2 separate regions of the Mus musculus genome follow, and region 1 is linked to region 2. A link is a contact called in public Hi-C data. All regions are on one chromosome and are shown on one strand. The core of a region is the stretch at or near the end of the contact, and the rest is flanking DNA. Distances in the headings are between cores, read along the strand shown.

The links. A called contact is a pair of places that touch in the nucleus more often than the background predicts.
Region 1: a Hi-C map of cerebral cortex shows a contact between it and region 2, with 2.4 times the contacts expected there. The contact joins two enhancer-like sites. A contact is called at or near these places in 3 of 15 datasets of contacts at CTCF or cohesin (the NIH/3T3 cell line, large pre-B cells and pro-B cells), 19 of 484 Hi-C or Micro-C datasets (CD4 T cells, CD8 T cells, the G1E-ER4 cell line and 12 more) and 7 of 115 datasets of contacts at active chromatin or transcription factors (T-cell acute lymphoblastic leukemia, craniofacial prominence, embryonic fibroblasts and 4 more).

Annotation. Positions count from the first base shown.
Region 1 is chr5:149,333,546-149,340,137 of GRCm38.p6, reverse strand. No RefSeq gene overlaps it. Among named protein-coding and RNA genes, the nearest start is that of Gm35704, 11 kb to the left of the region's middle. Within about 2 kb of position 1,702, at least 43 of the 459 cell types and tissues checked have an H3K27ac peak or open chromatin away from gene starts, as enhancers often do. A contact at or near this core is called in the G1E-ER4 cell line, cerebellum and cerebral cortex, where this site is marked.
Region 2 is chr5:148,894,757-148,901,404 of GRCm38.p6, reverse strand. The region is part of intron 4 of Katnal1 (katanin p60 subunit A-like 1); the gene reads left to right. Among named protein-coding and RNA genes, the nearest start is that of Katnal1, 31 kb to the left of the region's middle. Within about 2 kb of position 4,179, at least 112 of the 459 cell types and tissues checked have an H3K27ac peak or open chromatin away from gene starts, as enhancers often do. A contact at or near this core is called in the G1E-ER4 cell line, cerebellum and cerebral cortex, where this site is marked.

The DNA.
Region 1 (6,592 bases), core at 453-2,952, 440 kb before region 2:
GTTCTTTCAGAGGTCCAGAGTTCAAATCCCAGCAACCACATGATGGCTTACAACCATCCATAATGAAATCTGCTGCCCTTTTCTGGTGTGTCTGAAGACAGCTACAGTGTACTTTGATATAATAATAATAAATACATCTTTGAGCCGGAACAGCAAACGGGGCCTGAGTGAGCAGAGGTCCCGAGTTCAATTCCCAGCAACCACATGATGGCTCACAAGCATCTGTACAACTACAGTGTACTCATATAAATAAATAAATATTTTAAAAACCTTAAAACCTGCCACAGAGTCCACCAGGGCATTGCCATAAACCCTGCCCCTCCCACTAGTACTCAGAGCGCCCACCCCACACACACACACACTCGGTCCCTGCTAACCTTTCTGTGAGTGGAGCAGTTTTTCATTCTTTCCCTGACACAACCACACCTCTGCTCCTTGGCCTTACTGGGTGATTGATTCTCTACCTCAGGACCTTTGCACCTGCTGTGTTACTAACCTATTATGTTATGTGACTGTTCTGATGTGGCAGTCACAACTCAGCTCCTGTGTCACCCTACCTCATCGAGCCATGAGCCATGTTCTACTTTACCTCTGAGAGCCTGGCTCAAGAGAACCCCAGGGTCACTGGCCGGCCAGTCTAGTGCAGCCAGTGAACTCCAGGTTCCGTGAGTGACCCTGAGGGGGCTGGAGAGATGGCCCAGAGTTTAAGAGCATGTGTTCCTTTTACAAAGGGCCCAGGTTAGACTCCCAGCACCCACTGGGCAGCTCACAACTGTGTGTCACTCCAGCTCCAAGGAATCCTACGACCTCCTCTGACCTCTGTGGGCACAAATACACATGATGCATATACGCACATACAGGCAAAACACTCACACTCATAAAATAAAATAAGCAAAAATAATAAGGTGGGAAGTGACTGAAGAAGATACTGTACACAAACCTCTGGCCTTTGCTTGCACACAGACTGGGGTTGTGTGTGCGGGGGACACGGACAGACAGAAAGAATGAAGGCTTAAAGTATTACCTTTAGTGTTTTTAAAAATCCACTTCCTTGCTGCATTTTCAGTAGTGCTTGCTAGGAAAAATATAATCTAATTTATGATTTTATCTTTGGGGAGAATTTAGCCTTGTGAATCTTTAGTGGCACAGCTCTGAGTCCAGAAGCAAGGAGGAGGGTGGCTGTCAGTGGCAGGCTATTTTTAGCGGTGGCTCAGGGCTCCAACTGAGGTGTAAACCCTGGGACTTGTAGCTCAAGTTTGTGAGCAGGAGCAGGCTAGAGCTTGGTGTGGCTCCGCTGAGAAGCCTATGTCCTGGGCCGTGCATAGCCCTGGGTCAACTCCGCCCCCACCCTCAGCACAAGAAGTGGGCATCATTGCATGCCAGAAAAACACATCTATGAAAGAAAGACAAGAAACCTAAAAGCGTTCAGAGATCAGATGTGAAAGAAAAACTCTAGGTTTGTAGAAAAAAGAAAAGCCCCGAGAAGGGCCCTTGAATATTCGCTGAGCCCTATACTATAAGTGAAAACACCTGGTACTTATTATTCTGGATCATGTTCTAAGACAAAGGACCACCGGTGCACCCAACCTAGGCCCCACCCCACCCTCGACCCTTCACCCCTTCCCTGTCTTCAGAAATGAGATTCTTTTCCGCTGCCTGGAGGAAGATTTTTCTGGGACTGCCCTTCCGTAGCTGCCCTCATCGTTATTTTGCTGAGCATCCCTGGTCAGCTGATATAAAGCAAGAAGTGAGTGGTACCCAGGCTGCCGCGCATCCTCTCCCACACAGGCCTGCTTCCTGCTCTCCACTATTTTCCAGAGACCTGGTGTTTGGCTGGACAGGATGGCTCCAGCCTTCCCCTGCCAGGCCCACGGCCTCTGCTGATATCAAGAGCTTATGGTGAGACCCTGGCAGGACTGCGCAGGCCCAACAGGCTGCCAGCCACAACCCCACCCCTCACCCTCAGCAAAGAGAACAGCAGCAGCCTGCCTCACCAGAAGGGTTTGGGCTGAGCTGGCAAGGCAGCGACAAGCAAAAAAGTCTCACGGGTTTTCCATGGCGCCACAAACTGGATACAGGGCTCCTGTCTAAAGCCGGATGAGGCTTCATCCATTGAGCTGCTGGTCCGTGCAGCAGTTTATTTAAAGAAGCCACATAGAGTCCAGGTCCGGGTGAGTGGATTTTGGCTTGCCAGCAAAACCGGAGACAATATCAGCTCATGTAAACCCTCTGTGTCCTGGTAAGATAGAGTGGATCTCTTTCACACTCAACTAAAGAAACCGAAGCTCGTGTGAGATCGCACCGATAACAGAAAGAGATTCTGGGGATGAACCCTGAGCGCTCCCACGCTGCCTCGGCCATTTCCGAGCACAGACACAGATCTTCCTGCTGTCCTGCCTGGGATCATAGCCCCAGTTCTGCCTCCTTGTTGTTGTGTAACTCTGTAGGGTGGCTAAATACGTCTGTGCATCATTTCCTATGAGAATAAACATAATACCTAGGGTGTGAAGTTGTCTGTGGATTAAATCAGTCTGCATTCATGAAGGTTGGGGAATGTCACCATATGCCCTTAATCTTGCTTCTCTTTTCTGCATAACTAAGTTTTGCCAGCTCTGGTCTCTACACGTCTAACCCTTATAAGCCAATTCAGGCTATTTTAGCACTAAAGAATTTCCACAGCAGAGAGGCTGTCTGCTTTCTCCCAGTTGGACATGGTTAGGCGATGCCCACATTCAAAGCCACTCCCCGCAGAGGGGTCGGAATGACTGTGGGAGCCGTGACAGTCTCCAGGTGACACGGTACCCTCTAGCCTCTGCCAGATGGGTGGTGGGAGACACCCCCGCTACTGATACCCCCAGGGTGACCAACACAGAGTTGCCCCATCCTCCAAGCGTCCACTGTGCCACGGTGATGTGGTGTCTAGCAGGCAGCCTGCACATAGCACCTTCCAGCATACTGAACGGAGCCAGCAATTGGGTTTCCTTGAGCAGTCATGAATTCATGAGATGCTGGGATGGAGGACAGATTTGAAGTAGAGGTTAATGGAGACCCCTATCCCCAATTCTCAAATCTCTGTTGCTATCCATCATCTACCTCCTCACACCTATACCCGGAGACTCTATACTCCTCGCCTCTCTCTAGTCAGAGGGTCTAACCTGACAGAAAGGCTTCATGGGGCAGCCATGAAGCCCGCACTCTTGTGATATGATATGTATGGAAAGACACCCCCACCCATTACCACACCTTGATAGCTGGTCCCCAGCTGGCTAGCTGGTTCCCGCTGCTAACTATGTCACATTGAGATCTCCTGGGGAGACTCTAAGATGGCAGGAGAGGCACGTGGCTGAGTAACTTCCCTGGAGGACAGAGGAGAAGCTAGCCACCCAATCCAGGATCTCAGAAGCACACACACCACCCATCAAAGGTCCCTGTGATGAGCAGACATCCTGAGCCCTGAGGCCTCTCCCTCCTCTGAGGATAGCCGAGTCCTATCTGGCTACTTATACTGGATAACTACTATGGGTACTTCCTAGATTGAACCCTGAGACTTCCTCAGACTGAGGAACCACATCTAGCTCAATGTCTTGTTACTGGGCATCGTGTACTTCCCGAAATGGGAATCCTGTGCCCAAAGCAAGGCCTGGGCAGCCACCACCCACCTCCGCAGATCAGTCCTCCCACTCCCTGCTCAGAAAAGGTGCCCTTATCCATGTTAGCGGGTCCTCTACTTGATAGGGAAAAGATCATGACAGGAGCCTGCAGAGCAGAAGTGGACTGTAGGCAAAGCAGCATCAAGGGGATCGAGGCCAGAAGAGGCAACGCAGGGACTATGAGATCATGAGGACACCACATGGCAGTTTGTAACCTACCAATTACCTGAGTTTCTTGCCTAAATGTGCCTCATTCACATAGACCCTAAAAACCATCCTCACAGAACGATTAGTCGGGCTGGACACAGAGAACAGAGATGCCCCAGCTCCCTAATTAACCTTTTTGCTCCAGTACTGGACATGCCCTCAGGTCATTAGAGCGGCAAGAGAGCCGCATGTGGGTATTCTGGGAGTGGCCACTAGATGGCGCATCCGCCCTGCCAACCCCGGAGCACTGTGTGATGGAGCCTTACCCTTTAATGAGCAAGCTGCTCCCTAAGGACCTCAAGGCAGGGAAAGCCGCAGCCTCCCACCAAATGTTTCAGGTTTGCTTATCCTCAAGCGTGAGAACATTTCCCCAGCACCACCTGGCAAAGTAAGAGCCAGCCGGATACAGAGGGACTTTGGCACACAGATAAACCACCCACCCTGCTGCCCTCCCGGCTATATGTGGATCTTGCTATGGGTCTCAAGTTTACGTAGATCAGAGATGCTGGAGGTTTAAGCAGGAGTGGTGTGAAGGGCTAGGGCGATGCTCGGCGGTAGTGAGTATCCCGCCTGGTCCTGGGTGTGCTGCCCCCAGAACCGACAAGAAGAAAGGAGATGCCATCGCTATGCCGCTACTCAGCACATGGCCAGCCAAACTCCTCCGGTGGTGGCTTCGTTTCTCAGTCTCACATGGAGGCTCACACTTGTCAAAATGTGAGTTATGTGAACAGAATAAAAAGGGAGAGAGACAGCTCTTCTTTTCTTGGTCCATAAAGCAGATTCTGAAAGGTTTGCACCTCCTCCATAGGACCCAAGTTCAATTCCCATCACCGGCATGTTAGCTCAAAACCATCTGTAACTACAGTCCCAGGAGATCTAGTGCCTTCTTCTGGCCTCTGTGGACACTGCACGTAGGCGGTGCAGACACCATACACCACATCCGCAGGCCAAACATCCACACGCATAAAATAAGACAATAAAGTAAAAATAGAACCATGTGCCTTATACAGGGTGTTCGGGAACAGACTGAGCTGGGCCCACGGTTGTATCTCAGAGCTACGGGAGGCCGCAGCAGATGCAGGATGCTATTAGGATTGTGGCTTTCCTACGTTACACAGATGGTGGAGGGGGCCTGCAGGAGAGAGGCCTGTTTCCTGGCCTCCAAAAATACTGCTCTCCTGAGCAACCGATCTCCCTTTATATCACTTGCTCATCCGTTTCCCTTGTTCCGATAGCTCCCAGGGCTGGTGGCCCACTGGAAGGACATGTCTGAGTCCACACGTGGATCTTCCATTACCGGTACCCCCTCCCGGCTCCTGCTGTGAAACACAGGCCCTTCCTTTTTACTGTACTTTCAACTTCTGTTGTGCGTCCCTTTAATAAGCTACCTCAAGTCCTTTCCAGAACAGAACAGAACATACACAAAGCAAAAGAGGCTCTGGAGACCTTTTCTCTGTGTCCTTAGGTTACCTCCCCAGGAAAAAAATTTCTAAATTTTCTGCCAGACTTCCCAAGCGGTGACATTTTCTATAACGCCTCTCCTAAGAGTTGCCGCTCATTTGGGCGGCTCCGAGTGGTGAGGTCTTCTACACAGTTTGAATTTTGCGTGTGATACACAGAGCCCTCATTTCCTGATTTTCAAAAGGCAGGATGTGTCTTCTAATTTCCCTCGGAGGATTTAGGTAGCTGGCTGGGGAGAAGAGATTCACACGTTTAAATTTGGTGCATCGGGAGGTTTAAGTAGCCGTGTGACAGTTTGGATCTTAATTGACTCACAAAAACTCTTATGTAAAAGGCATGGCTGCTAGGCTTGGGTCTGTCTGTGGAGAGATGCTGATCTACTGAGTCTGGTGGGAGGAAGTGAGGTCACCGGAGGTGTGTCCTAGAGCAGAAGACTGAGGCTGCAGCCACTCCCAACCCTCTCTTCTTTCCTTCCTGGCTACAGTAGGCAGCCTTCTCTCTCTCTCTCTCTCTCTCTCTCTCTCTCTCTCTCTCTCTCTCTCTCTCTCTCTCTCTCTCTGGAGCTAAGAGTTCTACATCTTGAGCCAAAGGCGGTCAGATCCCATACTGGGCAGAGCCTGAGTAAAGGAGACCTCAAAGCCCGCCTACACAGTGATGTACCTCCTCCAACAAGGCCACACCTCTTCCAATAAGGCCACACCTCCTAATAGGGCCACTCCCCATGGCCAAGTGTCCAAACACATGACTATAGGGGTCAAACCTATTCAAACCACCACACTCATGTATCCCTGCCCCACTCCCTGTGTTTTTTCAAATATTAAGCTGTTGCTTCAAACACTAAGATAGACCTAAATTCCTGCAGACTTCCTAAATGGGCTAGAGAGAGATGGCTTAGCAGTTAAAAGCACTGGGTGCTCTTTGCAGAGGACCAGGGTTCAGTTCCTGGTACCCACATGGCCGTTCAATCATCCATAACACCAGTTCCAGAGGCCACTTTTGAACTCTGAGAGCTTCAGGCATGCACGTGGTACTGAAGAGGTCAGCTCAGAAACTTTGGAAAATTCCACCTGCCCCCTCTCCTCCTGGAAGAGAACCCCTTCAGAAGGGGACAAGATGTGCACAGTCGATACTTCTCCTTCAGGTGTAGAACGACCCCAACACTTTGGAAAAATAAATTCCTCTTGCTTTTTGCATCGATTCCCGGTGGTTTCATGTTGTTCACTCAGGGAGTCCCTGGTAAGCTAAGGCTCGCCAGAGTCTTACACTACCTATAA
Region 2 (6,648 bases), core at 2,930-5,429:
CAAACTGTCACACATGAACAGTGACTTAAAAAGTGCATAGGTCATAATCGAATTATTTTATGAATGGTCATCTCATGTGAGGTGCTGATGTGTGCTGAAGAACTACTTTTCTGGAAAAAAACTCATGTTCATATGTAATTCAGGCACATGCATGTTCACATGTGGGTCCATGACAGACATGCTTGGCATAAGGCACATGTGGCCATTTGTCCATAATTTAAAGAAACACAGGTCCAGTGCTCTTGGTGGACTTTAGAGAACACTCTCGCTTGCTGGGCCCACTCACATCCCTGTCCCCTGTGATCGCGGCGGTGGAGGGATGCTGTGTAGCCATGGGTGCTGGCTGGTAACTTGTTTTCTTTGCTAAGATGGTAGCAAAGCCGTGAAAGGCACAGGATCTTGAAATTTGGCTCATCTCTCCATGACTTGTGCAACACTGACAAACAGAACCATTTTCAAGTGTTGGGAGAATACTCAGTTTTGGTGGGTTTTTTGTTGTTGTTGGTTTTTAGTAATGTAAAAACAATAGAAACCGCATGTGTGTATATGTGCACGTGTATGTATGGTACACATATGTACTCATGTGTGTTTGTCTAGGTGTGGGTGCCCATGCATGTGTGTGCCTATGTGTGGAGGTCAGAGGTTGACCCCAGGTGTCTATCATTCGCCACCCCACCTATGGAGACAGGGTCTCGTGCTGCCCCTAAGCTGGAGTTGGTGAGGCCGACTGGCCAGCATGCTCTGGGTCCTCCCCTGGGATTACAAGTGGCACTGCCACCACCCAGCTTTTTACCTGGGTGCTGGGCATCTGCACTCAAGTCTCCTGTGCTTTCATATGTGTGTGTGTGTGTGTGTATATATATATATATATATATATATATATATATATATATATATGTGTGTGTGTGTGTGTGTGTGTGTGTGTGTGTGTGTGTATGTATATATACACATATATATACATACATATATACACACATATGTATATATATGTATATGTATATGTATATATATATATATGTATGTATATATATATATATATATATAGTAGCTCTTGATGAGGTTTAAATGTGTTTCCCAACTGGCTTATAAAATTCTTGAAAATATAATAATTGTCTATTATAAACCAAAAAGATAGTTTCTGCAGTAACCCTTGTACCTTTCTTATCATAAAATGACCATCCCAGGTCAACAAAAATCACTGGCTTCTCAGAAGTCAGAAGCCGTGGTCCCAGTCTCTCCCAGTCTCTGCTGCTTCCTTCTTTCCTAGGGTGACCAGCGCTCTGTGTTATGACACCTTATGAGTTAGTAGCCCCTTGTTTGAGGATGCTACTGTTTTGGGGGATTCGTAGCACCTGTTTTTAGGAATTGGATTTTTGATTTTTACCTTTTTGTATTATTTTCTTTCTCTGCTTAATATGTTTATAAGATTTCTCTATGCCTTTGCTGATATTGTTAGTTAATTCTTATAATTGCACACTATCGTGCACAATTAAAAGTTTCCTTGTGTGAGTAGATTTTTGGGTTGTCTAGTCTGGAACTATTGAATAGTGCCAATTTGGATCATTTTATTCTTCTTTGGTGTGCATATGCATCAATTTTTAGTAAGTGCATATTAGGGGTATGTAACCTAAGGTTTTTCAAAACCTACTTTAATAAGGGTTCTTAAATGCTTCAACCTCCCTTCTAGCCAGCCGACCAAAGGTAGGGGAGAAAGGTTAACAGGACAAGGAGTAGAAGCAGGTCTTTGGGACAATTCCAAGCACGAATCAACCTCAGCAGTCCAGTCCAGTCGGCAAACACCACACATGATTTGGCATGAGTTTGTGCAGCAAGAAGCAGCCAGAATACCATGAGAACTTCTTTGGCAAATTTCTCTCTCTGAAGTTATAGCTTGCAAGCAGCCATCAGTGAAGACCAGCAAAGCGGCGTAAGGCGAACCAATGCAAGAGTGCCCTCCACTGTCTATGGGTTTATATCAGGTGCCCTCTCACAAGACAGCTTCCAGAAAGATATCACGTGTCTGTTCACAGCAAAACATCCTCTCACGTGTCTGCTTCTGTAAAACATCCTCTCATAAGACAGTTTCCAGAAAAACATCACATGACACTACTGAGTCTCCAAAGAAACCAGAAATGTCCACTTAAGGGGTGGGATGGTGGGGTCCTGGGAGATACCTAAGTTAGACATTGGGAGGTCACATCACATCATCAGACAGTTTTGCAAGCGGGTGTTAGCAGTTTGCACTGTGACTGGCAGAGTAGGAGGCACAGGTCTCCACACCACTGTCAGTGTTCAACATCATTGTCATCGTTGGTCTCTTGAAGGGGCCATGGTTTTACAGGAATATTTACTGTGTGTTGTATGAATACTTTATAACTTAGGAGACTGGAAACTTCTTTGTGGCTATTTTTCATCAGTGGGGTATCTTAAGGACCCTCTTATTCTGGTCTTCTCACATTAAACAATCTATCCATTTTCATATTTGTAATCTTACGGCATTTTTTATCTCTATAGCTGTGGCTGAATTGCACGTATGTAGAGGTTGGCACTATTTTTTTTTTTAAATCCACATTGGATTTCTTTTCCCATTTATGATCTTGGTGTCTGAGAGATGTGCTCTTGGGTTATGGGGAGGTTTTGTCTCACCTGTGTGTTTCCCTCAGGGTGAGCACCTTTACTGGGATTCAGCCGAGCTCCGTGAGCATTCCTCAGCTCTTGATTTTAGAATTTGTATATTTTTGTTGAGCTTTTTCTCAGTTTCAAGGTTGTCAAGTTTCCAAGGGTTTGTGATCTCTGTTTAAATGTGGTGTTTTATAAATGGGAAGATTGAATGTGAAGTCTTAGCAACCATATTTCATTTATTCCTCCTAAACCTCATGAGCACTGAGGTCTCAGTCTTTTTGCTTCATTGCTGTATTCTGTGCCTAGAACAGAGCCTGGCACACTAAACCTGCTCATGACTATTGTGGGAAGAGTGTGCATATTGGTGAGCACAGAGCTTGCTGTGGATCTGTTGCTACAATCCTTGTATCCTGATTGGGCAGTGTAGGGCGCTGCACCCACGTCAGTAAGTGTGCTCTGCATTGTCTGCCTGCGTTACTTTGTGGGGCAGTAGGGCTCCGGTGGGCTGCAGGCTGGCGTCCTTGTCTAACGTTTCCTGTGTTTGTTTCTGCTGTGGGGTGGAAGCAGCCCCCATGTGCAGCAGTGTGCCCTGTGAACAAACTGGCTGCAAGCCCAGGCCCACAGCTAGAGTGCCTAGGCCGCTGTTGCCGCTTGGACGGGCGGCTGACTTGGTTTGCCAGTTTCCTCGCTTCTTGAATGTGCTGATATGTGCTAGGTTCCCAGGGCACCAACACCGTGAGCATTGTGGATGTCAGCTGCTAGACTGACCTGACAGTGGGAGACAAACAGAGGCATGAAAAAGATTATACAGAATTAGCAGTTTACAGAAGAGATATTGGAGCTGGAGAGATGGCTCAATGGTTAAGAGCACTTGTTGCTCTCCTAGAGGACCTGAGTTTGGTCAGGTAATTCACAATCCTGTGACTCCTGCTCCAGGAGGATCTCATGTCCCTGGCTTACACACACACACACACACACACACACACACACACACACACACACAGACACATTTAAAAACAAAAACAATTAAATATGTATAATTGATATATTGAGGCTGAGAATGTAGTTCTTTGATAAGAGTGCTTACCCAACCATGGATGTAATTAATCTTGACACCAAGAAAAAGAGGAAGGAAGGGAGGGAGGGAGGGAGGCAGGGAAGGGAGGAAAGAAAGAAATGATACGTCTAAGAAATTTTGCATTTGTTTTTATCTACTGAGTCCAGGCAGCAGAGGGTAAGTTGGACATGGGAGAAGCAACAGCTTTATAGAAAGAGCCACAGGCCGTCTACAGCTCGGAGATGTTCGGGTGACTGTATGTAGTTCACTGCCTGACTAGAAAGGCAGTATCTTTGTCAAACAGGACACGCTGTCAGAAAAATCCTATGTTGATCTGAAACCCGCCTCTTCTGTTGCTTCCTATCGGCCTCCGCAGTAACAGCAGCCAAGGGTGGTGGTTCCAGTAGTAGCTCATTGGCTTTCGTGGCCCACATTTCCCGGAATCCTCCTCCACGTGGTGTGATGTGCGAGCCATTTCTCAGCTGGTCATTGAACAATGTGTCTGTAAAATGCACGGCACAGAGCAGTAGCTGTCTGTGTCTTAATCACTCAGTCCCACAGTGAGAGGAGCTGCAAAGGAAGATGCGCATGCTATTTGCATTTGGGGACAGGCTGTGTCAGTCACTGACTGCAAGCTATAAATATTTGCTTTGTCACTTAGAGCCTCATTTTCTTCACATAGAATAAGAGGCACGACTCACAAAAGATCCTTACGGAAGTTGTCTTGATTTGAATAATTTAGAAATTAGTACAAAGAAGCTAACTATTTTGCTTTAGGGAAAAGAAAAGTGTCTATCAGCCTTCACACTGTCAAATGGTTGCTAATTCTGACCTTAGTGCTTCGTGCGCAAATCTAAGGAAAGAGTTCTGAGGTCACTCTGTGATGTTCCAGTCTAGTGTTCTGTAGAAGACCCCATGTCCCAGATGTCAGCTTCATTGCTTGAAAGCTGTCTGTTTATTAAAGTAGTGCAGCTAATGGACTACTTCTGCTCAGGCACACGGCGTATGTATCAGCTCTCCCCGCCCTATTTTATGTTTGTGATAATGACACTACTCGCCCACTTTCACGGTGATTCTGCTGTAGCCTCAGAGTTCTCCCTTCACCATCTTGCTTTGACTGGCCAGGTCGTTCAGAGGCTCGCACCGACTTCTCTGTGCAGGAAAGGGTTTTACTTGTTAGATTCCTCCTCCTTCCCATCATCCTTTCCAGCAGTAGCCACCAGGGTTGTCTGAAGTGCAGGTCAGATCGGATGCTGCCCGTTTCTCCATCCTGTCCTCAGTCACGTCAACAGCTCGGCTTTCCCACGGGGGGCTGGATAGGTGCTTAGAGAGGGCCACAGTGCATCCTCACCCTGCCTGGAAACCGTGCTAGCAATCCGATGAGCTGTCTGATACCTGCTCACATCTGCCTTTGGACAGTCCCACGATTCCCATTTCTTTGAGTCAGAGATGGGGCTTTTCCTTCCTCTTGGTGTGTATCGAGCCAGCCTCGCCTCCCTGTTCTGAGGGCATTTGTGTGAAAGTGAGATTTGAACTTCACTTTCCATGTGGCAAATCTGAAATCACAAAGTCGGCCCCTGTTGATGCTCTCACTACCTCGTTTCGAGCATACTGGAGAATGGTCATAGTGTTCCCAGGGTTTGACTTGCGAGTGACTCATAGCCATGGCCTAGCCACGTCGTAAAATGTGATCCGAGACAGAACTTGTTTTAAGTTGGTTGGTATTGTTTGTTGTGTTGTTATGCTAGGAGCTTGTTTTAATAGAGTCAGTTTTAATACCTGCCACTTTTGCTACAAGGATATTACTAAGCACTTGACCTAGCCCTAGCACTAGTCTGCCCAAGTGAGCAGGTCCTCAAGATGAGGTCACCAACACACTGTTTGGCCATTTGCTCGGAGGCTCAGATGATCAGGACATTTGCCACAGGAGCCATTTGGTTCTCTTCTGGTACTGACTGCTTCTTTGTTTACCTCAGAAGTGAAACTGGAGAAGTCTATCATGGTCTGTTGTCTCCTCACTGGACCCCTTGCCCTTCATTTTTCTATCAGACAGAAAGGGGCTGATGCTCTTGAAGGGGTGTGGCTCTACACATTAAAGCTGATCTTGTGGTTGGAATCCCTGAGAAATCAGAGCATCGTCACATTCACCACCTCAGCACTGCAGGACGCTTGCAGAGTCCTGCAGCTCATAGAATAGGAGCCTAGAATTTTTTTTTTCTTAAAGCCACAATATTAGCAAAAGGACTTAGGACAGACTAAACTTTTCTTTAGCTCTTGATTCTGTGGTTGAAAAGGGTCCTCTAAGCAGTGGGTCTGAAAGGTCCTGAGCAGAAGGAGGCGGGAGAGCTGGGGTGGGGGTTGGGGCTGGATGTTATGACTGCACTTGCTTGGGGCCATGCTGAGTAACTCTGTGATAGGGCCCCAAGAGCTGTCCTGAAGGAGACCATTGAGTCCTGTGTGGTGACTCAGTAGCTGGGGAAAGCTTGTAAGTGCAGGAAAGTCCCAGGTCCATCTCGCCTGTAGCCTTTGTACTGGCTGCTTTGGGGGATCTGTCAGCTTGGCCATTCACTGTGCTCTTTAAGCAGCTCAGTCAGCTGTGAAACTGGAGAACCGAGGAAAGGGGCTGCTTGAGGAGGCAGGAAGGCCTGAGCTACATGTTCTGTCCCAACGTTTACTGGTAAATGGAGCCGGACTTAGCATTTACATTTAATTTTAGTCAAAAGGCTGAGAAGTACCAGGCGTGGTGGCGCATGCGGCAGAAGCAGGTGGGCCTCTCTGAGTTTGAGGCCAGCCTGGTGTGCAAAGCGAGTCTAGGACAGCCAGGGCTCTGTAGCAGAAAAGCAGAGAAGCCCTTAGTTAGTTGGCTTTCCCTGTTTTCCTTATCCACAAAGAAAGGAAAAGCAGTCGCAGGGTTGGGTGTTACATTAAATGAGCACCGTGTGAGCTGTTCTGTCATAAGGCCAGGCAGT